Regions from separate parts of the Mus musculus genome. Here regions 1, 2 and 3 are each linked to region 4. Evidence: chromatin contacts called from public Micro-C and promoter capture Hi-C data. All regions are on one chromosome and are shown on one strand. Each heading gives the region's core, a stretch centred on a gene start, on an enhancer-like site or on the middle of the called end of the contact. The rest is flanking DNA. Distances are from core to core; before and after follow the strand shown. Region 1 holds the start of Limch1 (LIM and calponin homology domains 1). Region 2 has its middle 28 kb from the start of Limch1. Region 3 holds the start of C330024D21Rik (RIKEN cDNA C330024D21 gene). Region 4 holds the start of Phox2b (paired-like homeobox 2b).

Evidence for each region. Promoter capture Hi-C pulls out the DNA fragments that hold promoters and counts their contacts. A called contact is a pair of places that touch in the nucleus more often than the background predicts.
Region 1: a Micro-C map of embryonic stem cells shows a contact between it and region 4, with 3 times the contacts expected there. The contact joins the promoter of Limch1 here to the promoter of Phox2b in region 4. A contact is called at or near these places in 4 of 39 promoter capture datasets (the 3T3-L1 cell line, cranial neural crest and embryonic stem cells), 9 of 484 Hi-C or Micro-C datasets (all in embryonic stem cells), 7 of 115 datasets of contacts at active chromatin or transcription factors (embryonic basal ganglia, embryonic stem cells and stem cell-derived neural progenitor cells) and 2 of 9 other capture datasets (embryonic stem cells and pancreatic islet).
Region 2: a contact with region 4 is called in a promoter capture Hi-C map of trophoblast stem cells, with 2.7 times the contacts expected there. The contact joins the enhancer-like site here to the promoter of Phox2b in region 4. A contact is called at or near these places in 16 of 39 promoter capture datasets (the 3T3-L1 cell line, 3T3-L1-derived adipocytes, the C10 cell line and 9 more), 5 of 484 Hi-C or Micro-C datasets (B cells, the HL-1 cell line, cortical neurons and 1 more), 8 of 115 datasets of contacts at active chromatin or transcription factors (embryonic basal ganglia, embryonic forebrain, embryonic stem cells and 2 more) and 1 of 9 other capture datasets (embryonic stem cells).
Region 3: a promoter capture Hi-C map of stem cell-derived epiblast-like cells shows a contact between it and region 4, with 3 times the contacts expected there. The contact joins the promoter of C330024D21Rik here to the promoter of Phox2b in region 4. A contact is called at or near these places in 4 of 39 promoter capture datasets (embryonic stem cells, hippocampal neurons, liver and 1 more).

The regions. Positions count from the first base shown.
Region 1 is chr5:66,744,151-66,750,531 of GRCm38.p6, reverse strand. It overlaps Limch1 (LIM and calponin homology domains 1), which reads right to left and starts at 4,643. Exons shown (of 26, transcript NM_001001980.3): 1 at 4,527-4,643. The coding sequence starts at 4,622.
Region 2 is chr5:66,714,002-66,721,404 of GRCm38.p6, reverse strand. No RefSeq gene overlaps it. Among named protein-coding and RNA genes, the nearest start is that of Limch1, 28 kb to the left of the region's middle. Within about 2 kb of position 5,659, at least 7 of the 459 cell types and tissues checked have an H3K27ac peak or open chromatin away from gene starts, as enhancers often do. A contact at or near this core is called in trophoblast stem cells, where this site is marked.
Region 3 is chr5:67,461,260-67,468,247 of GRCm38.p6, reverse strand. It overlaps C330024D21Rik (RIKEN cDNA C330024D21 gene), which reads right to left and starts at 4,350. Exons shown (of 8, transcript NR_110363.1): 1 at 4,230-4,350; 2 at 1,820-1,921; 3 at 1,228-1,455; 4 at 244-372. RefSeq lists a cis regulatory region at 3,772-4,834.
Region 4 is chr5:67,094,233-67,101,142 of GRCm38.p6, reverse strand. Phox2b (paired-like homeobox 2b) reads left to right here and starts at 2,017. Exons shown (of 3, transcript NM_008888.3): 1 at 2,017-2,442; 2 at 3,280-3,467; 3 at 4,521-6,746. The coding sequence starts at 2,202. The coding sequence ends at 5,036. It overlaps Gm33167 (predicted gene, 33167), which reads right to left and starts at 2,463. Exons shown (of 4, transcript NR_166599.1): 1 at 2,226-2,463.

The DNA.
Region 1 (6,381 bases), core at 3,394-5,893, 350 kb after region 4:
CTGAAGATTTTTCTTGGTGTTTAGTACAAAACTACATGTTCAACCTAATATCAAGGGGTAATTTTCTAAGCCCTAGTAGACTGTGAGGTCATCTCATAGGAAAGCTATCACAGGCTCTCCTCTGTTCCTAAAAGCAAGCAAGAGCTGGGCAGTGGTGGCCCATGCCTTTAATCCCAGCACTCGGAAGGCAGAGACAGGTGGATTTCTGAGTTCGAGGCCAGCCTGGTCTACAAAGTGAGTTCCAGGACAGCCAGGGCTACACAGAGAAACCCTGTCTCAAAAAAAAAAAAAAAAAAAAAAAAAAAAAGCAAGCAAACAAGAGGTAGCATGCAGTATCAGCTTAATCAATAGCCCAAGTATTCAGAATTAATAGACAGAGATAGCGACAACTTCTGTCTGGAGTTAGATTTGATCAAGCATTAAGTAAAGTAAAATATAATGAAGTGAAATCAGTAGGTAACTGAATTATAGTATGTACACTCGAAACTTATAGTTCTGAAGAATGTCTTTCAAACTCAGACTTGGTGCCAGGCAGTTATGGTATATGCCTATAATCCCAGGAGGGCCCAGAGTTCAAAGTCAGCCTGGGCTACTTTGGGCTGTCCCTACCCAGTCTGTGACCGGACCGAGCCCAGCTTTATTATCGAGTTCACCTTTGGCAGCTGAAGCAGAAGCTGGTGTTGGGGGAGGTAGGAGCCTGGCTTCTGAGCCATATTTCCTGCCCAGTAAGATGGTCTTCAAACAGTCAAGGCAAGCCTCAGTCTCAAAACATCAATATAAGACTAGGGATGTTATGTCAGTGAAAGAGTACTTGCCCAACTCCTGGTACTGAAACATAAATAAATAATTAATAAAATAAGATAATAAAAGAGTGAAACCAAAACAGAACAATATAAAATTCAGTTGCTATTAGCAATAGCACCAACAGTCATCGCAAGGATGGTAATAGTAAGAATAACAGCAACAGTAGTATAAATGGTAACTATGATATCATCACTCAAGCAGTACCAGGTGCTATTCTAAGTACTTTCTTAACATGCACATGTCTTATGGATTTGTTGTTTGTGTGTATGTGTGTGTGTGCATGCATGTGCGTGTATTTGTATATATGGACCCACAACACTGACATCAGGAGGCTTCCTGGATCACTCCCCATACTGTTCTTTGAGGCAGCATCTCGAAACTGAACATAGAGCTCCCTGCCATGGGCTAGTCTAACAAGCCAGCTAGCATGAGATCCCAGTGCTGGAACTACAGATGGGACCTAGTGGGCACTTCGGATCCAAATACCAATCCACGCACTCACCAGGCAAATGCTTTAACCAACAAGCCTATTCTAAAGCACTTTAAAGTATATTCACGTATTAAATCCTGCGGCACTCCTCCAAAGTGAGGTGTTGTTTAATGTCCTGTTTTACAGATGTTTCAACAATATCCCCTTTGTTGTTTTGTTGTTAGTTCGAGGTATCTCTCAAAGAAAATATCTGGAAACATAAGGACAGGAAAAGCAGCTTGCCCAAGGTCACTCAGCTAGAAGTGACAGACCTGGTCCCCACCCAAGGACTTCCAGCTAGGAAGCTGGGCCTCTTGGCCCACTGTGCAGCTTACTGCCCTAGGAAAATAAGCTAGAAAGGCAATTCAATAGGAAGTTGGCCTTGCCTCTGCCTGCTGAGAGTGAATTATTCCTTGAACTTTGCTGTCTCCCCTTAGGACCCTCCCCAAAACCACTTAAGGTACTCTCAGGCTGCTCCTACAACCATGGAAAGTCTCTGGAAATGTGACCCAGCTGTCCCTACCCAGTCTGTGACCGGACCGAGCCCAGCTTTATTACTGAGTTCACCTTTGGCAGCTGAAGCAGAAGCTGGTGTTGGGGGAGGTAGGAGCCTGGCTTCTGAGCCATATTTCCTGCCCAGTAAGACGGTCTTCAAACAGTCAAGGCTACAGGCTGAGAAATTCCTTGCTAAGAACCTGTGTCCGGAAGCTTGCTCTGTGAGCCTTATTAAGAATGTAAATTCTCTAGACAGACCAACTCAAAGAAGCCCAGAACTAAAGATGCAGAGTAGTAGCAAAGTTTATTTATTAACCTGCTGCACCCAAGGGAACATTTTGGTGGGTTTTTTTTTTTTTCAGAAAAATTCCTGACTGCACAGAAAGAAAAAAATGAAAAAGGCCTGTGGGAAATTTAATCACCAATGGAACAAAACCGAAAAACAAAGCCCTCCCCAATGAGGATGTTGCCAGAGACAATGGGCCCCTAAGGGGAGATGCGATTGTCTCCTGATAAGAATCCCCACGGGAAGCGGCTCACACTAAGAAACACATTATTGCTGTATTAGCCCAGGAATCTTTGTTCAGTGGGCAACTGTGTGCAAAACCATCTGTTATGGCCCCCGGCTCCCAGTTTGCAAACGTGGCATTTACATTTCAAGAATGGGAAGGGGAAAGGGGGGGGAGTGTTGAGCACTCCCCCAATGCACACACACACACACACACACACACACACACCTTTTTACCCAGCCTGGGCTTAGGAGAGGAAACTCCCCTTTTGATGAAATCCAACTCCACTGAGGAAAGGAGATAGGCCACTTCAATTATGCACACGCAGCGTGCCTGGCAGCCTGGTCCTAAAGCCACACACACACCATTTGGGTTTTCACTGTCTTTGACTGGTTTAAAGGGCAAAGTATCAAGAGCCATTCTAAACTGTGTTTAGCGCTTAACCCGGCTCTGCTTTCTTAAACTGTCTCTTCCTTTCCTCAAGCTGATATGAAAGCTAATGTTCTACACTGTGTAATGTTTAGCCTGAAATACCAACAGGAAAAAAAAATCTTTATATATTTTGATCTATGGGGAGATGTAATAAATATGTGTACATATTCCAAAATTCACAGAGATGTGAGATTCAGATTTGCATTCTATCCTGCATGGAGTTTATACCACAATGCACTTTTAAAGGCAGGACATGTATGTCAATATTACTATAAATTACTATCAGTTACTATCAAAGAAACTGGGAATAAATCACGTGCCTATGAGAAAACAGAGGCTAATTTCCCCCCCAAAAAATTCAAGAAGTTGAAAGAAGCTGTCACACAACTCTCCACTACTGTCTCCAGTGAGCCTGTGAGCCCCAAACTCAGAGAGAACACCTGTCATGCTCCAAGCCTTCCATCAAAATAAGCCTTCCATCAAAAATAAGAGGCTAACGTCGTTTTCTCATCTGGTAGTAAGTTACATCTGGTAGTTACAAGAGACAAGCCAGCCCTGACTTTTAGTAATGGTGCCTGGTATATATTGTTTCCTTAGTTCCGTTTTTAAATAGATGGCTCCAAACGCTAAGGAGCTTTTTTGCATCCATGAAGCTGGTTGACCCTGAAAGGTGGCGGCCTGTGGCTGAGCCTTCCAGCAATAGCCTCTGCAGGCAACCCAGCAGGTTTAAATATACAGCCCTATAGTTCTATCACCCTACCAACATTGGAGACCTGGGCTGTCCCAAGGGTGGGGATGGGGTCGCTAAGCGACCATCTGAGTTCTCTGAAGCGTATTCTTGCTTGGTCACGACTTAGCTGCACACATCCTCCTTTGAACTCTCAGGCCAAGGGGGTTGCGCGCCATTTAGCCAAATTCCTCTTCTACAAGGCATTTTAAAAGGTGGTTCATAGGAATTCCAAGAGTGGATCACAAATCACCTCTCCCACTCTCGCCCTCCACGCGTCCTGAACCCAAAGACCGGATTGTTTCAGAATAGCAGGGCTACTGAGCTGCACCTGCAGATAGACATCATGAATCAGGATCACCCAGCGAGCGCTTCCTGGACTGAGCCGAGAGCTCCAGTGATTTCCTTGGCCTTCCACCGAGTCATTTAAGAAGTGAAATGTGCCAACCTGGCCCGGTACGGGGCCTGCTGCAGCCCACCCTGCGGTCTCTGGGACAACCGATAGCTGGGCAGCGTGTCTACGGATAGCGCACTCACAACTAGGTCTTGCAGGTTCCCCCCTACGCTGTGCTCTGCGCCAACCTTGCACCTGAACGGGTGCCAGAACACAGCCAAGAGGCTTGGATGGGTATGAGCCTCAGTGGTGATACTGCCAACTCTGCTCCGGAAGGGAGAAGAGAGAGGCCAAGGGAATGTGGAGCAGTGAGCGGGACACCCCGAAATGCGGCTCCCGCAAAGGGCTCTGGAAGCTCGAGCCCCTGTAGCCTTTGCAGCGCTACGGCTCGCACTGCGCTTTCCGTAGCAGCACTTGCAAACCAAGCGGAGATTGCGAGCTCCGCAGGCAGCAGGGATGAAGGCGCAGGGGACAGCCTCTTGCCCCTGGGCGCACAGCTAGACCGCAGTGTCCCCCCTGTTCACGCCCACCATCCCAGAGCCCCAACGCCAAGGGATCTCAGTCTTCCGAAGGCCGCGGAGGATGACCTGGGGAAGCTGGCCACGAAAGTGGGGGAAGGCTGGACCTGAGGTCGCTGCTCTCGGGGCAGCAGCTTGGGGCGCCCCTGCAAGGCCGCCCGCCGGTGGCGGCACCTACCTCGATCCACTTCTGTGCCTCGGCGAAGGCAGGCTCCGGAGGTGGTTCGGGCTGCAGGGGTTGAAGGACTTCCAGACCGAGAGCGGGGCAAGCCATCTGCGAAGCCCGGCGAGTACTGGAGCGCTCGGCCGCCGGGATGAGCACAGCCTCCTCCGCAGGAGCGCGCTCTCCGCCCCTTCCCGCCCGCCGCGCTCTCCAGCCGCCTTCCCCGCCCCCACCGAGCGCAGGTCCCGGAGGACAGCGGCGCGCACTGCCGGAGGACACCGTGGCCACCTCAGCCAGTGGCGCCCGGGCCCGCCGCTTCGTCCCCTCCCCCAACTAAAAATAACCTGCCAGGAGCTCCGGGCGTCCTTCCCGGGCTCATGCAAGGACCGTGGGAGGAACACGGCCCGCCACCCCGCTTGTCCTGCCTCCGGCCGGCTACTTTGGGTAGCAGGTCGAGCTGCACCTTGGGTGAAGCTGGGCGGGGAAACAGCACTACTGCGGCAGAACTGGAGGACTGACTGGCACCTGCTGTCCCTCCCAGCTACAGACCTGAGGCCTAGAGCTGCAGCTCCGGACCCAGCACTCTAAGGTGTTCACAAGGCAACCGCCAGATCTTTCTGTTAAAAGGGGAGGGACTCCCCGCAAGCTACCTGGGCCTTAGCCTGTTGACTCATTCACAGGATTTATTCAGCTCTTATTATTCTCCAACCACCAAGCTAGGAACCTAGGACTGCCGGATTGGGAATGGGGGGTGGGGTGGGGGCAGGGAGGGATAAAACAAAAACAAACAAACAAACAAACAAACAAAAACTCCTAAAATGTGTGCTGGTTAGTTTTATGTCAAGTTGACACATGTTAGAATTATCTGAAACAAGGGAACCTTAACTGAGAAAATGCGAGGGAGAGCCTAGCCCATTGTGGGTGGCACCATCCCTAGGCTGGTGGTCCTGGATTCTATAAGAAAGTAGGCTGTGCAAGCCATGAAGAGCAAGCTAGCAAGCAGCACCCTTCTATGGCCTCTGCATCAGCTCCTGCCCTGCTTGAATTCCTGTCCTAATTTCCTTTGATTAGGAACAGCGAGATAGGGAAATGTAAGCCAATACCCTTTCCTCCCCCGTTGCTTTGATAATGGTGTTTCATCACAGCAAGACACAATTCTAAGAACTTGCCTTCAAGATACGTACACTTAGACTGGGATATAGCTCAGTTGGTAGAACGCTTACCCAGCATGCAGCTCACCCTGCTTTCTGTCCCCAGCGTCATGTCCTTGGAAGTACAAGCTCATAATCCCAGCACTCACTAGGTGCAAGCAGAAGATCAGAAATTCAAAGTCATCCATTGCACAAGCCAACTTGAGCTATATGAGACACCGTTCTCTGTATGTATTTCTCTAGATATTCACAATACCGATATTCACACTGGGGAGCAGACAATAAACATGGGAATCAAAAGATGTTGTAGAATGAGCTATCTGGTAAGAGATGGCCTGTGTTGAGGAGAGAAGGTGCCAGTTGATTTTTAATAAGCTGCTCATGTTGCTCTTGAAATGGCTGCACCAGTGCATTTGGGAGGCAAGCATGCTGGGAGAGGCCTGGAGGAGGGACAAGTGGAGAAGGAAACTGGGTATTTACGCTGGTGTCTCCCTGAGGATTGACTGACACCACCACTCTAAAGCAACATATGTCTTCTTTCCTTGGGTCCTGTCTCCTCTTGACCCATTCCTCCCTTCAGGCCCAGGAATGCTAAACCCCCCTGGTTTCCCACCTTTGCCCACTTCCTTCTATCACCCCTTAGTTTTGCTCAGTCACTTCATCTGTGGCTCAGTAAGCTCAGGGTGTTGTGACAAACCTTTCCTGGGAAGACACAACCC
Region 2 (7,403 bases), core at 4,410-6,909, 380 kb after region 4:
TTGTGTAGATGTACGGTTTCATCTCTCTTGGGTATAAATGCAAGGGCAGGATTAACTTTGCATTTAACCTTTTGAGGGTGGGACTGCCTGCTCTTCCGACTTGAATACAGCTTTTCCTCCTCATGCCCAGCCTCCCCTCCTCTCCTCACTTCTTTCTCTGAAACATCAGGTCTTTATTTCTACTTGCCTGAAGGATAGGATGTGGCCCGCTGAAAGGAGAAACAAAGAAGCAATCGGGACTTTCAAGTTCAAAAGCCTTAGGGGGACTAGTGAAGACTCACATAACAAAGGGGATTAGAGAGAGAGCTGGCCCCCTCCACTCCACCCTGATCTACCACACAAACCCAAATTCCCTCCAGGGCTGGAAAGAGAATAAGAGGCAGGGAGATGAACACGGAAAACAGCTGTGTGTTGCTGGGAACAGGCAGCTGTTTCCAGGAACTGCTAAGCTGGGAATCCATTCTGTACATACATCCTCGTCCCCACATGGCAAAAAGGAGCCACTGGTTTGGCCATCAAAGATGACACAGAATTAGGTACATTGGGTGTAATGCCTAAATTGGGTAATTAGTATATTCATGTATCGATCAAATAAAACTATGACACAGAAGGCCAGGTTGGCAGCTGTTGGGACAATTCAGTGACAGTTACAGACAGAAGGACCTGGGAGATCTGCCACTTAATACCTGGGAACTATACTGCCTTTTGTAATTTAGATTTAGTTTGAAAGAGAAGAGCTGGTGTGTTAACTCCAAGCTGATTAGAATCAATTATCTGTCAGTCTACCAAATTATAAGTTTATATTTAAAACTGTCTTCTGGGGCTGAGGAGACCACTCAGTGGGTAAAGTGCTTGCTGCTGAAGTCTGAGGCCCTGAGTTAATCCCCTATACACGCACACAAATTAAATAAATAAATAATTTTTAAAAATAAAAAGTTAAGGTAATGGGCAAGCTAGGAAGATACCCAATCAACCTCTGTCCTACACACACTTCAAAAACATAACAAAACATAATTGTGTTCTGGAAAAATGAAGAAAGTCAGAAGTCATGTATATGAGGTGTGCATAGAGATCAGTAGCCACCACATAAGATATTTTTAAAGACTATAAAAAAATCAAATATCCAATAAATCTATCAAAAGGTACAAGTCTCCCCTGATATAAAAAGATCATAATGTGTGGCCAGCATAAGGGGAATTCTAAACTACTGGTAGAATGGTCATTGGGAAGCACGGGTTACCAGCACTTGGTAAAACTGAACAGATATGTGTCCTATAGAGATAAGAAGGTGGGTATGGAGGGAGAGGGGCAACTTCCAGTCGGCTAGAGCTGCATCACAGGAAGGACATACAAACCAAGAGGACCCACGTGGCCAGCCGAGATGGCTGACCACCAACTGTCTTTTGCTTCACGTCATTGGTTTTGCAAGATTGCCTGCACCCATCATGCATCAGGTGTACCCATCATGCATCAGGTGCACCCATCATGCATCAGGTGCACCCATCATGCATCAGGTGCATCGTACATCCTGGAAACCCCACATAAGGACAGAAACATGCCCATACCTCATCTCTCCGTTAAATTTTGCCCATAAAGCCCAGTATCCCAAACCCTCTTCATCAACCCCATCTCTGTTTCCTACTGACTCATCCTAAAATTCTTTTCTGTGGCGGAAGTGAAGATGGAAGCTCCTCCGGGGCACAGGTCTCTGAGAACTCGGCAGGGTGCCCCGCCAGCAACATCAGGTTACAGCTTCCACTGCTGATGACACTACAAGCCAGCAACTGTCACCTTAGATGTCCCAGAGGACTTTGGCATGGCTGTGTCACAAAAGTAAGATTTTGCTATGTTATTTATGGTTGATGCTGGGAAAACCATACCTGCAGGCAATCTCGACGTCACCAATAACTAAGATTAATGAATCACACCTCAAGAATTCGAAGGCTACTCCCTATGCTGTCCGGCTTTTCTCCTCAACTAGTTCCTGACCAGAAGTTCTCACAGCCCTACCAATCCAGACCCAGTGCCTCCACAAGACCTGGCTGATGTTCTGAGGGGTTGAATGGGTGGAGGAAGGGCACTTTGCATCAGTCTAAATTAGAATTTAAAATAGTCAGAGAGAAAAATACAGGCTGTCAAAAGTTATCACGGAGGCATATCGCTTACAGAAAATGTGAGAACATGCATGGAAGATGCTCGACCACCCTCCCTCGATATTCACGCCAGTCACTGCCTCCTTGGCAATATTACACATCTATAACAACCATCACAGCCCACTGGGAGAAGTGATGTCACTCCCCTCCATAACCTTGCTAACTCAGCAAAAACAGAAGTGGAACAAAGCAAGAAAAGCCCAGGCTACACAGAAGCCTTGTTAATGGACATGCCACTGTGACCTCTGATGAGGGTGCCCATGCATTCTTCCCGTAAGCACTGAGCAGCTCTCTGTGGACAGCTGGGAAGCTGGGAACACGGGGCTCAAGTAAGGTTGGCCTTTTCCTCCTCCACTCCTGAGCCTAGAGGTGTGACTGGGCATGGGGGGGGGGGGGGGTAGAAGGGGAGAAGACACAGAGAAAGTGAGAGATTTCAACTGTGAGTTAACAAGTGAATGTTACTCCTTATACTCTTTGAAATCCTTTTTGACAGTATTGCTGGTTCATTACCCCATGCCTGTCCATTTTCCTCTGGAGGATGAAAAGGTAGAAACTGTCTGCTGCAGCCAGCCGATCTCCAGCCAAGGACTCCCTGTTAAGACTGTGACCTTCTAAGCCCCACTGACATTTCTTTCACTGCCTGGTGGAAAGTACTTTACTTAAATCCTCTGGAATCACTCATCTCAACAACTACAGATTTCCTCTCTGTACCAAGCCCCTTTCCTCCAGCCTTTATGTGGCTTTGTTTCTGGGACAGTCACATGTTTCTTAAACTCCGGATGACATGCCTATTTAAGCTTCATCAGGGGACTGATCCCTGAGGTGGGTAACGGTTCACATCTGGTGAAGGAGGTGTTCAGAAAATAAAGAATGTTGTTCTCCAAATTACACATTCTGTAATAACACACAGGTTCTGAGGCTGATACGCCTTTTGGAAAGAAGAAAAGAAAGGGGACTCTGGGTGAAGCCATACATATTCTCTGTGCTTGAAAGAAGCTAGGGGGTCCTAGATTGGTTTCTGTTGCTATGGTAAATGGCACGACCAAAATGAAAGTTGGGGATGAAAGGGTTAATTCTGTCTTTCTGCTTAGAGCTCATCCAAGGAATGCCAAGGCGGTGATTCAAAATAAGAAGCTAAAGGCAGGAGCTAAAGCACAGACCACAGAGGAAAGCTGCTTCCTGACTCACTCTCTTGCTCCCCCTGGCTCACTCAGCTACCTTGCTTACACAGTCTGGCTCCACCTTCCTAGGTGGGCACTGCCCACAGTGGACTGGGGTCTCCTCCATCGATTGTCAGTCAAGAAAATGGCCCCACAGACATGCCTGCAGGCCAATCTGACGGAAGCAGCTCCTCATCTGAGGTTTCCTCTTCCATACATCCAGGTTTGTGTCAAATAGGCAAAAACCAACACCAGCACACCAGGCTCCTGGGAACTGATTAGATACTGTTGGAGATACCATTCTGACCTTGGGACCTAGCAAGTAGACCTCAACGTCTATAAAATGGGAACAAAGACCTAATGCATCAAAGACCTGGACTATGGTTCCAGGATCTGAGAAAAGCCATAAATGCTCTAACCTTGATTTTTGGCTTCTCTAGTTTTTCTTCTCACTAACTGTCCCTGCCAAGGATGTGATTTTTGTGCATAAAAGTACAATGAGGCTTGGAGCTACATGATTTGGGGAAGTTCTGGAAACTTTATACTGTATAGCCTAGTTGGAGATTGCTAATGGCAGGCAACACAGGTTTTCTATTCACCTTTAAGTGTGTCCATGTGTTCTCTGATTGAACTACCTTACAACAGCACAATCCGGGTCTTTCTTCCCCCCTTCTCTGCTTGTTTTAGCCGAGACACCCCACCCAACACTCTTGTCTCAAGGTAGTACAGTTGCCATGAAAATACCTTTGACCTCTAAGTCTGTGTCCAGTCTGCATTAGTTTCTTTGCAATGCTCTGTCCAAAGCATACAAGAAAACAATTTAAAAAGACAGACAGAGATCTATTTTGGCTCATGGTTTCAGACTGTTAAGTTCCTGCCTCCATTGAACCTGGGTCCAAGGAGAGGCAGAATACCACAGTGGCAGGAGCCACATACATCAGAGTGGAGAGAAAGCAGAGCCAACTGTGAAAAGGTGGTGGGCCAGATGTAACCTTCAAAGGTTCTTCCCAGTGACCTGTTGTTCTAACTAGGCTCTACAGTGTAAAGTTTCTAGAACTTTCCCGAAGTAGCACTGTCCATTGGGGAACAAGTGGTCCACAATCAATCTGGGGTCACAGCCAGGCCACCATGTCTACCCAGTCCTTATTTGGATGCTGGGGATTCAAACTCTAAGCCTTATGTTTGCACAGGAAACCCTCTACCTACTGAGCCATCTCTCCAGCTTCAAGGGAGATTTCCTATGTTCTCAGCATAAAGAATGATGATTGAGGTGAGAGAGGCGCCCACTGCCCCATCATTGCCCATACATACATGGACTAAAGAGTCAGTCACTGTATCCTGCAAACATGTATCCTTATTATGTAGCAAATTAAAATAAAATCACACTTAAAGGTAAATCATTTGGGAAGTTGTAAGAGGTAAAAATGGTACTGGAAAGAAAAAAAAAAAACCGGTAGGGCAGGCTCAGAAAGGAAAGCTGGTTGCTGGATGTGAGGGTTAATCTTGACTGTCAACTTGACTGGATCTGGAGTTAACTAAAAGACATACCTCTGGGTAGGTCTGGGAGCACATTTCAGGGAAGAATTAACCAAAGAGGGAAGCTCTTTCCCCAGAGACCGGCCAAGTATAACAAGGTCCAGGAGGAAAAGCAGTTCCTTGATTGGCTGCTTTAGCTTGTGGCTGATGCCTGCATCTCTCCCACTGGGCTACAGTATATCCCAGCCAAGTTACTTTTGTATCCAATGTGGAATGAAGACCAACAGCTCTCCAGGAATCCTCTAGACTTCAGGACTAGTATGGGACTCTGAGTCAGTCATCCAGCCTCATGAGCTGAGCAGTGGCTGGGTCCTTAGACCCTTCCACCATTGTGGGCCTGCCCAGTCTATACACGTAAGCCAATCTGATAAAATGTATTGTAGGATAGGCAGTATTCATTGTATCAGTTTTGTTAAAATGTATTGTAAGATATGCAGTATTCATTGTATCAGTTTTGTTCCCCTAGAGACATGAGGGAGGTGAGGAAATTGGCCAAGCAAATACCTGGGTGAGAATGTTCTAGGCAGAAAGAGCAGCTAAGTACAGATTCCTTAGCCCAGCAATAGTGCCTGTTACAAGAACCACTGGAGTCACTGTGGCTGGAGTGGGTGAGAAAATGGAAATAGCTATGATCAGAGATGCCTAGTACATATTTGCCCTAGGAGTGTATGAAAAAACAAGGACTTGTTTTTTAAATTTTGCTTTTAAGAGTTTTCACATGCCTTGAATGTTTTCCCATAGGAGAGAAGTCTCCTGGCTCGTGCAATCCATTGTAATCTTGGAATGCTCAAGAGGCGACTCTACAAGGCATTGTGTTCTTTCATTGCCTGTGGGGGTGGGGAGATTTCCTGGCTGTGTCAAAAGATGGCCATGTGTCCTCTTATCCAGGAGTCACTGGGCCTCTTAGTGGAGTCTAAGGCCCAGGAGATAAAGTCAATTCTGCAGGTCGGACCACAAGCCTGTGGTGCTGACAGGCTACTCCGAGTTCATGGCTGACACAGTGGGAACCAAAGATTGGGGGCATCAGAAGATGGAGGTGTGTAAAGAAGTGGAGGAGCCTGGCTCACTCAGCACACTGTCAGATGGCAGTGGAAAGGAAACAGGCTCTTGTGAGCAAAAAGCTTCCCCTGAGTGGAAACTGACCCTCCAAGAAGGTGGTGAAAGCCACATACTAAAACTGTGTGCCCATAGTTTCCAGCCGCCACCACAGGACCAACTGTTAGATGTGGGGGCAACTCTTTCAGTCCCTCTTTTCTGGTGTGTGTGTGCATGTACGTCATTTTAAACCAAAGGAAGACTGTCAATGTCCTCTTCTGTCATATGGCACTTTTCTTGAGATAGTGTCTCTCACTAAACCTGGCTCTGGCCTTTTTCACCTGAGCTAGCTGGTCAGTAAGCCTTAGCAAGCCTCCTGTCTGCCACCCATGCAGCAGTGGGGTCACAAACACATGGAGCTACACCTGGCTTGATCACCATCATCACTGCATATATACAAAAGTCAGAACTCAGGTCTACATGGCTGCTCAGCACTCACTTCCATTCGCTGAGCCATCTCCCCAGCTCTTAGTATGTTCAAAATGCAGATTTAGGGAGCCTGTCTCTGGATGGTCTGAAGCAGTGGATCTTCAGGGGAATTCAGGAATTAGTGTTTCAATTTTTTTTCCAGTTAATTGTGTGTATACGTTTCCAGGAGGAGGTTCAATTGTGCACATGTGTGCGCTGTCCAAGGCGGTGTCAGTTCCCTTCCAACTAGAGTTTCAGGTAGCTGTGAACCACCAGACATGAGTGCTAGAAACCAGATTCCACTTTCTGCAAGAGCAGAACAGCTCTGAAACTCCAGTCATCTGGCAAACCTGGAAACGGACTGGGTTTTGTTTTGTCTTTTCTGTTTGGTGGCCTGGTTATTTTGTTTCTATTTTGAGATAGGGGTTTGCTGTGTCCCACCTGCTGGATCACCTGGAACTTGCTATATGGACCAGGCTAGCCCAAATACTCAGAGCTCTGCCTGTCTGACTCTCTGCCTGTCCTGAGCACAGAGACACACCCGGCTTAGCGGATTTGTAGCTTTAACTGCTTCCCAGGGGATTCTAATAAGCAGAGAAGAGGGTGAGCCACTGTGGTGTCGGGATAATGTGCCTATGTTTGAGCAGAAAAACGTCTTTCAGTTATGGCACGTATGTTTGTCCCAGCAGCATTTCAGGTGATCAAGTTAAGATAAGGTACCAGGCACAGAGAGGATAGCTAGAATTTCTGAGATTGCAGGTCAGAAAAAAAACATCTTCATAGCATAGATACCCTTTGGGAGGATTTGTTCCTCTTCCAGCAAGTCCTGCCTAAGATTCACTAGACAGGAAAACAGTCGGAGAGTTGAGCCCATCAGCGGACCAGAGAGGCAGGAAGTTTAAGGACCTAAGAATTTCTAAAGATACCCCTAGTAATTTAAGAGAGAAAAAAATGGGTGTGGAAGTATTATGGTTTGTATTAAAAATGTCCTCCCACAGGCTTGAGTGTTGGAATGCCGGGTTCCCAGCTTGTAGCCTTTGGGAGTCTTTGC
Region 3 (6,988 bases), core at 3,101-5,600, 360 kb before region 4:
ACACTAGGCCTAGCTTAAGCATATGAGACCTCAGAGTTGCCTCCACAGTGACAATGTCCCTGGGCCACACTTCCTAACAATGTCACTCCCTAGGGGCCAAACACGTGAATAAACACACGAGTCTCTGGATGCCATTCGTATACAAACCACCAAAATAAGAAACAGTTATCATGACCCAAGGTTTCCTTAGAGGGACAGCAAATGAGCAAAAGATAAGCTTAAGGGGACCCATAGGAGATATACCATTCCGTTGTCCTGAAGCAAGACCTAAGGCAATCCAGAAAGCCACCAATGGAACTCTGGGAAGTCAGCAGGTTCAGTAAAAATGGACAGACGTTCTCACCAACTAGACAGACGTTCTCACCAACTAGCCTATTTCAGTAGGAAACACAAGGACAATGACTGGAATAAGCTATGCAGACTAAGGTTATCCAAGAATTAAGATGGCATCTAAGTACTAAGACATGTTAGGCGGTGCCTTTGTTCAATCATCTTAATATTAATAGGCTTATCTAATGCTGCCACAACCATGTATTTGCTCTATTTGCCCTGTAGACCTCATTTTGCCGCCCAGCAATGCTCTTTGAAATAAATTACATAGGAGAATTCACAAGCAGTCAACAGGAAGAGGAGGTGCCTCGTACAAGGAACAAGACTACACTTCCCGTGGTCGTGGAAATCATGACATAACGGAGCACAGGCATTCTACTAGTCACATAGAAATGTTGTGAGAGCAAATAGATAACATAGGTAAATGGGTACTACAAACCATCAGGACTTACACCACACGGAAGGAGCATTCGTGGCTGTGGCAGCAGGAGCGGCAGTGACACAGAGCAATGCCTGATTTGGACAAACTTCCCTACCATGTTGTAGGCATACGCCTCCTCTCTGATGGCTTGCCTTGCATCTAAATGGTGTCTGTGTCTACAAATCATTATTCTCTGCAAGCCCGTGTCTGTCACTCGCTGCACACTAATGCCGTTTTCACCCATACCAGCTCAGTCGGTTACATATCCTGTTTCCTCCCCATTTTGAATGTCTCTGTTGTTTATTGCACAGCTCTCACGCAGAACTTGTCTGAATGGTCTGGGTGCTTTCAGTTGGATCTTATCAGAGATCATGGTTATTGGAACTCCGTATTTTACAGCTTCCATCTCATTAATGCCAGCACTAATTTGTGGCCCAATCCAATACCACCCCCATAAGATCTGCATGAATACACACCGGATTTCAATCTGCCATTCAACAAGCACGACGTCCTTTATGTTCATTATTAGCCAATCAGACAGCCCCGGATTCTTTTCTCGGCATTTTTTCCATAGTGAAATCATTTTGTTATTTCCAAAGCAGTTGCTTGGTAGGAAATATTCAGGAAGGGGGAAATAATGATACCAGTGCCAGCCTGTTCTCTGCTTCCTTTTCTTTACAAACACAACAGCTCCGACCTGAAAACTGATTCAAATTAAGTCATCAACTTTTTGTCAAAATCCTCCTCCCTTAAAATAGCTCTTGCTTAGAACCACCTCATGAGGTTTTGTTGTTTTTTTTTTGTTTTGTTTTGTTTTGTTTTCTCTCACCCTCCAAGGAGTAAAAGGACTGCAGAGAAAAAACTAACTTACGCTCTGGCTGAGACTCAAACCAGGTTGACAAACCCTAGATCGATGCCACGTGTGCTGGGATGACCTCATTCTGATACCTACCTTTTTATTCTCCAGCATGCTAGGGCCTGGGGTCATTATTATGAAACTCTCCTTTGTTCAATTTACATGGTTAAATGGTTTCCCCTTCACATCATTTCAGCCCCATGCATCATTACCAAAAGGGCTCCACTCTGCTGTAATGTTCTCCATTTCCTGTTTCAGCAAATGCCTCGGCCTTCGACAAATTTCAGTTGCAATATTGGTTCAAGCAGACTTGGCTGTTCAAATTTGGAAATAAATTAAAGGGACAGAGGACATTAGTAAATAAATGGAAATAGCAAATGTTAGGGTGCTCTCGGTCAGTGAAAAGTCGCAGTGAAATCCAAGAGGGAGGTCATTTTCTGTTCTCTTATTAATGACTAAAGACAAATGACCACAAAGTTGAGTCTCTCCTCATAGATTAAGGCCTGTCAGGTACTGCCTTTCCACTTCTCTCTGAGTCCTCATTCTTCATTCCACATTTCCAGCAAGTGGACTCTGAGGTGCAGAGCTGGGCTTGGACATAGTTTTCACAGGAGGTAAAAGGAGGAGGAGGGAGAGGCTGTAGCAAAATTATACTGTCCACTCAGCCAGCCCCTCAGAGGGTCTGAGGCAGGGATGCTCCTTCAGAGGTATCCCCAGTTCAGGCAGAGGAACTGGGCTTTTTTGTCCCCTTATCGAACACTGAGTGTGGGCTGTCTCTCTAAATCAATGCAACTTTGGACAAGGATGCTAATTCCCAGAGAGGGCCATCAGCCTGCCTTTCAGCCATTAAGAATAAATCCTTGGTCATGCAGGTATTGAGAAGGATTCAGGACAGCAGGCAAGGCACGTGGCAGCCCTTTATCCCATGAAACATCTGATTAACTACCCTAGGCTGAGCAGGCTCTATGAGAAGACATTTGCTAAAGCCACTTCAATCGCATCTGATGTCGGGCTATAATCTGCAAAACAGATTACTGTTATGGGTTTAAAGCATGCATTCCTCTCTTGTTTTCGCAAAGCACAGACCTCTAACATGCACGCCACAGAAGAGAGAACTGGCTTTTTGTCTCTTATCAACTGCTTCTGTGCCTTAAAGTGACTCTTAACCTCCATAACACTTTGCTTCCTCAGCAGTCAGACCAGGATGACAATATTTACTGCACCTTCCTTTCAGGGTTGTAAAAATGGCCCATGTGTCTGAAACATTAGATAAACAATAAAAGCTTATGCAGATGGAATTTATAATATTTTGCAAAGAGAAGATGCTCGAAAAGGACACATCAAACGGCTATGAGAATACAATAATAGCTTTCCCATCTCCCAAGGAGTCTATGGCCCCTGGATTCCTTCCAGGACACTGTCTGGGTGTCTCAGTCTAGAAGCCTGGATATAACCTGAGTGAGACTTAGTGTGACAAGAGGGGCACATCCTCTGCTGTGACAAATGACACAGCTGAATGTCCTCCACCCTGACATCATGGCTCAACTCTCCAAAACCCACAGGAGGTCCCTTGAAGCAACTGATAACGCTATCTGTGTTTTGCCTAAAAGAGCTCTTTACCAATTATGTCTAAACAACTGTACCCATCACTTGTACTCCCTAACTTGTGTGGAGGTATCCTGAGAACGTCATCATAAGGTAAGGTTTATGATCCTTAATCCCTAATTCTGAAACCCAGAGAGCTCTGTAAGCCAAGTTTCCCTAACGCATTTGGTAGGAAAACCTGAGCTTGGGCAAGACTGCTAATTGAACTCAACCCCATGGTGCATTTCGCTGTGGAAATAGGAGGATACTATGAGATGATTTCATAACCTCCAATGGCAGTATCATACCCTCTAGTACACTGCTTCTCAACCTTCCTAAATCTGCAACACTTTAATATAGTTCCTTTTACTGTGGTGATCCCCCCCTGCATCATAAAATGATTTCATTTCTACTTTATAGCCTTAATGTTGCTACTGTTATGAAATGTAATGTAAATATTTGTGTCTTAGGCGACCCCTGTGAAAAGGTTATTGAACTCCCAAAGGATCTTGACCCACAGATAAAGGACCACTGCTTTAGTATAACACCAACCTTGAGATGCCTCCAACATATATGTTTTAAGGCTTCGCATGTACAACTAGCTGGATGTAATACTAGGCTGGCTAGTTTTATGTCAACTGTACACAGGTTAGAGTCACTGGAGAAGGGGGAGCCTTTGAGGCAATGCCTCTAGAAGATCAAACTGTAGGCAAGCCTGTACGGCACTTTCCTCATTGGTGATTGATGTAGAAGGACCCAGCAAATTGTGAGTGGGGTCACCCCTGCATAGGTGGTTCTGGGTTCTATAGGAAAACAGGCTGAGGCAACACCTCTCCATGGCCTCTGCATCAGCTCCATCCAACACAAGGGAAGAGGCTGAAGAAGCCCCAGAAAAGACATTAAAGAATGGAGGATCAGGGGGACAAGGCAAGGTCGTGAGTGGAGGGAGCGCCAGCGGGCAGGGCCCGGCCCCCGGGGCTGTGGCTTCGCCAGACCTGCTGACGGAGCACCTGAGCTCAGCTTCCCAAGGAAACTTACAGAAGGAAGGCTTTATTTGGCTTATGGTTCCAGGACAAGTCCATCTCCATAATGATGGGGAAGCGTGGCGGTGGAGAGGCATGACAGCGGATGGCAAGGATGGCAACCGGAAAAGGAAGCTGAGAAGTCACATTCCGGAATCGCGAGTACAAATAGTGAAGAGCAAACTAGTAGTGTCACTCTTTAAAGTCCCTCCCCCAGCTACGTAATTCCTCCGGGAAAGCCATGCCCTCTAAACCTTCAGCAAACAGTAGCACTTACAGCCCCCAAAGGTCAAGGCTAAGGAAGACATTTGTCTTTCAAGCTACCTTGCTCTCAGCTCCTGCCATGGGGCAAGAATCCCAGCCCTTGCCCCCTCTGAGTTATGGAACAGCCTTTTTCTTCTTCTTCTTCTTTTTTTTTTCTTTTTTTCAAATTGATTGAAATTTTCATGTAGTTTGAGCTGAGAATCACAAAAAGAGGAAATAAAGATTATTTCAAAAGGTGAAAAAATGTTCAGAAATTGGTCAACTAGGATGGACGAGATGGCTCAGCAGGTAAGGGTCTTGCCATCAAGCCTGAAGACCTTAGTTCGATCCCTAGGACCCACACATTGGAGGGAGAGATTCAACTCTCACAACTTGTTCTCTGACATCAATACTGGCACCATGGTATGCTCACTCTAAATAAGTCAAGCTCTCTCTAAATAAACAAATGGTCTTTTTAAAAGTTAGCTCTTGGTTAATTAGAAAACAAAACCAAATTCTTCAGCACATAACACTCAAGATATTAAGATGTCAAATATAAAGTATTAAAAACTTTAGCCAGGTGGTAGTGGTGCCCACTTTTAGTGGGACAGCCTTCTGATCAATTCCTTTCCTGTTTAAAGTTACCAAAAGAGGTTCTGTTTCTTTGGCTGTGAGAAATGAATTCACATGAGTAGAAAAGTAAGATTAGAGGCTGGAGAGACGGCTCCCCGGTTAAGAGCGCTGGCTGCTTTTTCAGAACTCCTGAGTTCCATTCCAGGATCTAGTGGCTTACAGCCATCTGTGATGGGACCTGATGCCCTCTTTGGGGCACAGGTGTACATACAGACAGAGCATTCAAATACATAAAATAAATAAATAAATCTTTAAAAAGAAGAAAAGAAAATTCTTTTCTTCTTTATGTTAAAAAAAGTGATGACTGCTGTTGGGGAAAGATCAGGGTCCTTTTAGAGGTTTGACAATGAAGACAGACATTGGAGCAACTGCTAAAAAAAGATTGGCTAACAGGAGGTGTTTGAGGGGTGACAGGTAGGGAAGGGTGAAGCTTAGGTAACAGGGGACAGGATGATGTAGAAGAGGGGAGGGAGGAAGGCTGGGAAGCTGGGGATAGAAAGAGAAAGGTTTATTTTTTTCGCTAAGGTCCAAGTTGGCAGAAGTGGTGGGAGGTGGGAGGCTTCATGGAGCAAGTGAATTATAGCCTGGTGGCTGCGGGTGATTGGAAGAGTAACAACCTGGGCATGACTGAGGACTAGGGAGGGGCTGCTCTCCAGTGTACAGTGTAAGGCAGTGAGGCCCACTTGCTAAAGAAGGGAGGTAGGCAAATCCAGATCAGAATTTTGTCATGGACATGCGACTGAAAGAAAAACAAATAATCCAAGCAGTCTAAAACACATTTGCTCATCATGATCTCTGATCTACATCGTGAGGGAGGCTAAGAGGCAGGAGAGATTTGTGGATTGCAGAGAAAGAAGGGTGAACAAAAGACAAGGCTATTAAGTGGTGGCTACAGCCTGGATGTGACAGAGAAATGGAAAGTGCTGGAAATAGTTGTTGGCTAAGGCCTCAAGACTGAAGGGCAAGCCCCAGCACCTGGCTAGTGGCTTTCCCCTACAGGTAGATGAGTCTGTTTTTTTCTGTAGGGGACTCATTTTTATTTCTTCATGTTTCACATGCATAAGTTGCCCTAGGAGATGAGATTATAAGATAAAGGGAACACGGCCTGACTCTGGTTAAGACTAGAGCTAACAAGGTTGATGTGATAGTGGAGAATTGTCTTGACAACTTTTGCTTTCCACAAAGATGCCTCAATAGGGGTCTTCACGGTTCCACATGGGATGTAGGCTATCCAGGTAAAGCTTTATGGCAGGAATGTCCTATCTGGAAGAGAGAAGAAAAGTAGAATGAGATTAGGAAACATTACATTATGTTACCGTCACACACCATACCATGTAAGTCTCTGCAGGTTGTGTGTTGTACAATCAAACCATATTCACAGTGTAGACAACACAGACGTGGATATTTTTCCTGACAAGTTCCTGCAGATGACAGTTAAGTACTTTGTTCAGAGCATCAATATGTTTCAATAAGCATCTAGCAAGCAGAAGTAAATCACCTGCAGAAAACAATGGATTTAAGATATTTATATCTGTACCTATATTTATATCTATATTTTTAATATATGTCAATATATGTCACATAGGCCAGCAGTAGCCCTCAGGGTCATGTTGTCATAGGTTGCCTTTTATGGTATCGCTTGCCACCAAATACAACCTTCGGTAATAAGAATTTCAGGTGTAAAAGAAAAGCTAAGAGAAGTTTAATAGTATGTGATAAATTAAGCACACACTGGGATGAAGCAGAGCAGAAATGTTTGCCCAAATCACCCAATTCCATGATTTCCATGCTTCCTACTCTCCTAACTCTGCCTCCCCTGAGAACCCTCAGCGGGAAGATGCTCTCGTGTCCACTGATCTTCTACCGCCTCGTACACTTTCCTGGATGCCTTCACACAGG
Region 4 (6,910 bases), core at 768-3,267:
GCACCTCCCGGTCCAGATGCAGATTCATATTCATGAGGGAGCGATAAATAAAGACAAATTCGCGCAGTAATAACCCTTGGATTCGCATCCGTCTTTGCTGGCCTTTAGGTTCAGGGACTGAAGACAGATGTTTGTATCCCCTTTTCTCCTCTTGTCTGGTGACCATAAAGAAAAACCATTTAGAGTGTTGCAATTTGTTTCCCGCCGCAGTCAAACCTTGAACGCATTTATTTTCATCTTACCCTCGTGCACAAAAAAAGTGCACGTTGCTCACCAAGGGCCCTTCTTTATCAAATACGCATTGTACAGCGTACAACTGCAATAAAACTATCAGCTCTCCCCATAAAACTATCACCAGCTTCCTCGCTGGGTCTCCTTGCCTGAACTCGCCAGTTCAGCGCTCTTCCGTACAGAGGATGCGCAAACACCTGGGCCGAGGCTGAAAAGGCTGGGGGCCGGTGTCGCTGTGGGTTTAATCCATTACAGCGTCTGCAGCGGTTTAGTGTGCAATAAAGTAGGGTGGCAGTGGAGAGCGGGCGCCCATCCACTCCCCAGCACTAGCATCGAATTAAACCACTTAGTTTGGCAAACACTGAACGCCTAAATGCCCCTATAAAGACTTTATGAGTTTGTTACTTTAATTACTGACTTGTTACAGAGCACATAAAGGGGGTAATGAATGCAATAAAACTAATTATCTACACATTTAATTCATATAAAATATCCAGGGTTTGTTTACACCGCACGGCGATTCAACTAAGCATTTCCCCCCTCTTGTCCACCGAGAGGAAGGATTTAATGAAATATTTCCCTTTATTCTGCTAGAGTCTAACGAACCAAATGAAAATTACCCTCCGCTTAAATCATAGGGCCAAGGAGGTCCACAAATCACGGCTGGCTTCTTTGTCTGCGCCTTGTTGCCAGGACCCAAGAGCCCGAGGAATCGAACTAGGAAAGTGCGCTGCTTCGAGCCGTTGCCTTGTTTGCTTAAATTGCTCCGTGAAGTCCAAAAACCTAAAGGGCAAACAGGCAGCGATCCTCTTTGGGAAACTCCAAGTCTGGAGGGGATTGGGACGCGAAAGAGAGTGCGAGAGCAAAGGGCTGGAAAAGGAGACCCCCATTTGGGTACATTTCGTGCTGGGCTTGGTAGCTAGCGAGTGATTAAAACGAACCTCCACCACGGGAAGTTTCATACACGCCGATGCAAATCTGAACTAACGCAGGCAGACACAGCACTGCTAAGCGCAGAGAAACGTTCAGTAGGAAATCCAGATGTTTCACCTTTGAGAGCTTTACTCGGTTGTTTATTTTACTCTTGTAAAGGGGCTGTCTGCCCACGTCTTTGGAAAGCACATTAAGCTTCGAGGAGAAACACAATTGATAAGATGCTATTTTTTCCAACCCCTTGGACTAGGTGTATTTTAAAGAAATCCGCTTATTCTTATCGTTCACATAAAACCCTTTGGCCCACTTACGCTATGTTACAGGGCGCCTGAGTCTTGCCAATGTCCCAGTCCTTTATAGCATTTCATGCACTTCGGGGGAAGGCTTGTTGTTAAATTGAGCGTGTAACACTCTTACAAAACAGGTTTTCTATGACATCAAGGTTTCTTCTCCCTAACCAAGAAAAAAAAAAAAAAAAGGACGAAGAAGGGGGGAAACACACTATCTCAATTTATGCCTAAGGTATATGATCAGTTAAAAAGGCTTAAAAGCTCTTGGAAATTGGATCAGGGAAAATCGTCACCCAACTTTCATTATTTCCAAGTAGCGTGATTGAATTAAAGGGCAGGAGCTGGTTAGAAGGGAGGATCAGGGGCTCGGTGCGTAATGGTGTGGTATTAAATTCTAATTAGAGATGCAGGAATCAATGATAGGGAGGTTGGACAGCTCAGTTCCCCAGTGCCAGCCCAATAGACGGATGAGTTATTGTCATGTAAAAAGCGCCAGCAATAAGACCAACCGCTTTGCTATTGTCCAAGTGGAAAGAGCCAAGTTTATTATGAGGACTATATACTCTAGAGACCTCAGACAAGGCATCTCACAGGAGGCTTTTTCATAAAACTAGGCTCGGCTGGTAGTAAGGAGGCCAGTGTGGAGGCAGGCGTTGAGCAGTGCACATCTCCCCACTCCAGCCACCGTCTCCACATCCATCTTTTATTTCATTTTTCCACTTGGCTGAGCCATCCAGAACCTTTTCAATGTATAAAATGGAATATTCTTACCTCAATTCCTCTGCCTACGAGTCCTGTATGGCCGGGATGGATACCTCCAGCTTGGCTTCAGCATATGCAGACTTCAGTTCCTGCAGCCAGGCCAGTGGCTTCCAGTATAACCCGATAAGGACCACTTTTGGGGCCACGTCCGGTTGCCCGTCCCTCACGCCGGGATCCTGCAGCCTGGGCACCCTCAGGGACCACCAGAGCAGTCCGTACGCCGCAGGTAAGGACCGCTAGCTCTCTCAGCGGAAGAAGCTGCCTTTCCGCTCGTATATAGGAAGCCTTGATTGCATTTGAAAATGGAAATGTGTTTAGTATTTACCAAACGAAATTTGCTTACACAAATGAAAGAATTTATCACGTTAGAAGCGATTGCAGGGAGGGGTAATTCACTTACAGGGTTACACTATCCTAGTCACACCCGAACCGCCAACAAAATTATCTTAAGCTGCCAAAATGATAGGCATAATTTATTTACTTTGCGATGAGACGTAAAGCTTAGAAAATAATTAAATAACAAAGAGTAAAGCTCATTACTGGCGGTGTCTCTTTTTTTAAAAGAACCGACAGCGGCTCACACCTCTTTGGCCGGTCATTTTTATGATCATTTCTTGAATTTATTGGTTTTCTTTACAGCACTATCCCCCAACTTTGCGGTATCAAGTTCTGAGAATTGAAAAGTTGCAACAGTGGGCGTGAGTGGTTAACTTCGTTCCTGGCTTTCTGATATTCCAACTAATGATGGTTTTGGACTGTTTTCCTGCTGAATGAACTATCCTCCATTTGGGGCCTCAAACACTCTCCAACTTGCTATTTCATCTCACCCAAAGGCACTTGGGCCACAAAAACAGGCACAAAGTTACACTCGCGCCCCTGTTTCTGTATGATACTAATTTGCTGGGTTTTCTTGGCAGGTCGCCGTAACTAAAACCTCCTTCTAGAAGTGCCTGGTGTCTGTAGCGGCTCCCGGGCTATCTGACCTTGGTCCCCGCGTTCTGGTTCAGTGGCCCTTCACATCCTGACTGTTTTGCTCACTCTAGTCTCCTCTGTCATCCTCTAGTTCCATACAAACTCTTCACCGACCACGGCGGCCTCAACGAGAAACGCAAGCAGCGGCGCATCCGCACCACCTTCACAAGCGCGCAGCTCAAAGAGTTGGAGAGGGTCTTCGCTGAGACGCACTACCCTGACATCTACACCAGGGAAGAGCTAGCACTGAAGATCGACCTCACCGAGGCGAGAGTCCAGGTACGGGAGACCGAGTGCCGCAGCAGCAGTGAGGGGGTGGGTGCTGACGCTTACGGTTCCAAAGGGACCCAGGCCCGTCACAGAAATGGGATTTGGAGTGTTATGCGCACGAGCGGGGATGGGGGGTGGGGGCTAGGACACAGACTCTAGGTAATTTATTCACAACTGCAGTGTTTCCCACCAAAGCAGGGGTTTGGGAGTTTGAACGAACAAGGCTTTTTTGGAGAGAAGTGTCCCGTGAGAGGAAGATTGCATCCTCTACCTGTATCTATGTCAGCTTAATTGCGTGATTCGTTTGCCCACAGTGCCTCTTAACTCAAGCGCCCTTAAAAAATCTAGTGCCCCTGGCGCAAGGAGTAATTTCCTAGTAACCAGGACTTGAAATAGATTCACGAAGGGGTTGTTACTCCATTAGAGTCAGAAACCCGCACCTTACTATAGCTAACCAATTGGGAGCAAAGGTGCTTTCTGGAGCTGGTCCCCCTAGCTGGGTATAAGGTCGGTGAGCACTAAGAAGGTTCCTCTGTGGATGGCCAGTGGATCCGTTGTGTCACCAAAGCGAAAGGCACCCTCCTTCCACCATTAGACCTGAGAAGCCTAGAAGTAGGTGAGACGCCCGTTTAAGAGTACGGAAAAAAAAAAAAAGAAAGAAAGAACGAAAGAAAGAAAGAGAAAAAGAAAAAGAAAAAGAAAAAGAAAAAGAAAAAGAAAAAGAAAAAGAAAAAGAAAAAGAAAAAGAAAAAGAAAAAGGCTTCACTTTTAGGGCCTTCCTGCTATCTTTGTACTTGTCCCTTACGGTGTCATTTCTTTGGCACTTTCGTTTGGGTCCTAGGAAAGTTTCTCAGCAAAGGCAGTAGCAGCGAGAAGGGCAGACTTGTCGGACTCTGCTCTGTAGTGTCTCAATGGTCCATTCATACAGCGAAGTGTGTGTGTGTGTGTGTGTGTGTGTGTGTGTGTGTGTGTGTGTGTGTGTGAGAAACAGAGTGGGTCTCGAGCGCCACTTTGGTTTCTGGTTTTGTTCACCGGTTCAATCGCCTGCCCTCTCTTTGGCAGGTGTGGTTCCAGAACCGCCGGGCTAAGTTTCGCAAGCAGGAGCGCGCAGCCGCCGCTGCTGCCGCCGCCGCCAAAAACGGCTCCTCCGGGAAGAAGTCTGACTCCTCCCGGGACGACGAGAGCAAAGAGGCCAAGAGCACTGATCCCGACAGCACTGGGGGCCCGGGACCCAACCCCAACCCGACCCCCAGCTGTGGGGCAAATGGCGGCGGTGGCGGAGGGCCCAGCCCAGCCGGAGCTCCGGGGGCGGCGGGCCCGGGGGGCCCGGGAGGCGAACCCGGCAAGGGCGGTGCGGCTGCGGCTGCTGCTGCAGCTGCAGCGGCTGCAGCGGCGGCTGCGGCTGCGGCGGCGGGAGGCCTGGCTGCGGCCGGAGGCCCCGGACAAGGCTGGGCTCCTGGCCCGGGCCCCATCACCTCCATCCCAGATTCTCTTGGGGGGCCCTTCGCCAGCGTCTTATCTTCGCTCCAAAGACCCAACGGTGCCAAAGCCGCCTTAGTGAAGAGCAGTATGTTCTGATCTGCGATCTGCGGCGGCGGCGGGCGAGCCCGGGGCCCGGGCTGGCGAGTGGGCGAGTGGGTAGACCCAAGGCTAGTGTCGCTGCTGTCAGTGGCTTTTTTTTTTTTTTTCATCGAAGGCCTAAAATGATCGCGATTCGAAAAAACAACGAGAAAATGACGTCGCTCCATTTCAACCCCACTCCTACCCCTTTCCTCACCCCCAAACAAAGCAAAACAAAACAAACAAAAATCTTCACCTGCCTTGGGCTGCGCATAGGACAGGGCTCCACCTGCTGCCCAAGGGATGTGAGCTTGGACTTCGGGGCACTCTCAGGGGGCTGTGTCTGAGTGACGGGTGTATGTCTGTCTCAGAGAATGTGTGTCTGTGGCCCCAAGTAGGTGATAGGGAGAGACGGGGGCACCACAACCAACTCAGTGACTTCTTAGGAAAAAAAAGTTGGAAAGCAGCAAAGATACAAAAGGAAAATGAAATAAATTACAAAAAGTTTTTTTAAAAGATCCAAATGGAGGGAATAATTTGAAAATACAAAGGAGACGAGGGAGGACTGTGGCTGGCGCTGAGGTTTTGGTCTTGCGAACCCCTAAATTCTCTCGCTCACGACTGCACAGACTGTCTTGCGGCTCCTCTATAGGAAAGAGTACTGATGCCTGTCCGGCCCCGGTTCCCCTCAGGTCCCTGTGCTCTGGTCATTGCAGTGATGGCTCACTCAGACTGTCCTGGCAGCCAAAGTGACTTTCTGGAGCTCTGCTTGCCTGTCCCCACCTCGCTGGAAACCATCTCGCCATTAGCGCAACTGATTTCCCACACTCTGCTCTGGCCTGAACCCTAATCTTCGCAGCCGCTTGGCCCTGAGAGATGATGCCCTGTACAGGAGATCCCTTCTCACCCTCCAGCTCTGCAAACCGTGTCTCATGTTTCACAGCGTTCCTGTTTTTTCTCTCCCGCCACCCCCACCGGCATTTCCTTCTTCCACCAGCTTTAATGGAACTTTTTTTGGCACTGCTTTGCATTGGAGTCAGTTGTAGTCCACATAGCTGGCTGCAGAGAAATCAGTCTTACCCAGCAAGGGGAAGGCACACACAAGTTTGCAGAAAGTGTCTCAGATCGCGTTTCTGATTGAGTGATCCGAGCTGGACTCCTCCTGTAGGGTGGACAGACTGTATATTGATAATTCCTTCTATGCGCAGTTTAGACATCTCTGTTGGGCTTTTTTTTTAAATTTTTATTTTAAAAGGCACAAAACTATAGATATTAGTTGAATGTTGAGGCTTTAACTTTTTCGGTGTCTTTCTACAGCTGTGTTCTGTGACTCAATTGTATCGTGTTACTCTCAGTACAGACCGTCTCCTCTACGTGACCGTATAATGTTTTTTCTCCTCTTGTAGTCTTTATGGTGTGTCTTTATGACGTAATAAGGTTCTCACGGGTTCGATTCCTTTGTGTTTAGAGAGACCAGGTTCAGACAATGGTATATATTTTTGTTATCAGGTGCATGTCTGTCTGATTTCCTTTTCTTCTCGTTGGGACTATGTTTGTGAACATGAGCGTCATAAGTTATGTTTCAGATTTTCAAATTTATTTATACGTGTTATAATGAATGCTTCTATTTAAAGGGGAAATATTTCTACATGTGCATATAGTTTTCCAAGAGTGTACCATTAACTTGATTGTTGATAATAAAAAGAAAAAGCAAGTCTAAGCAAGTAACCTCTCTGGACTTTCTCTTGAGCTTTCTTATTTAAATCAATCTAATTTTAAAGTGTTAAGCGCAGAAGAACTGGTAGTAAGTACTGGGAGGGCAACTCCTCGTAGCATCCAAATTGAGCCAAACCTGAACTTTAGTGCTTGGGGAAGAGGAGTACTTCTGCTCT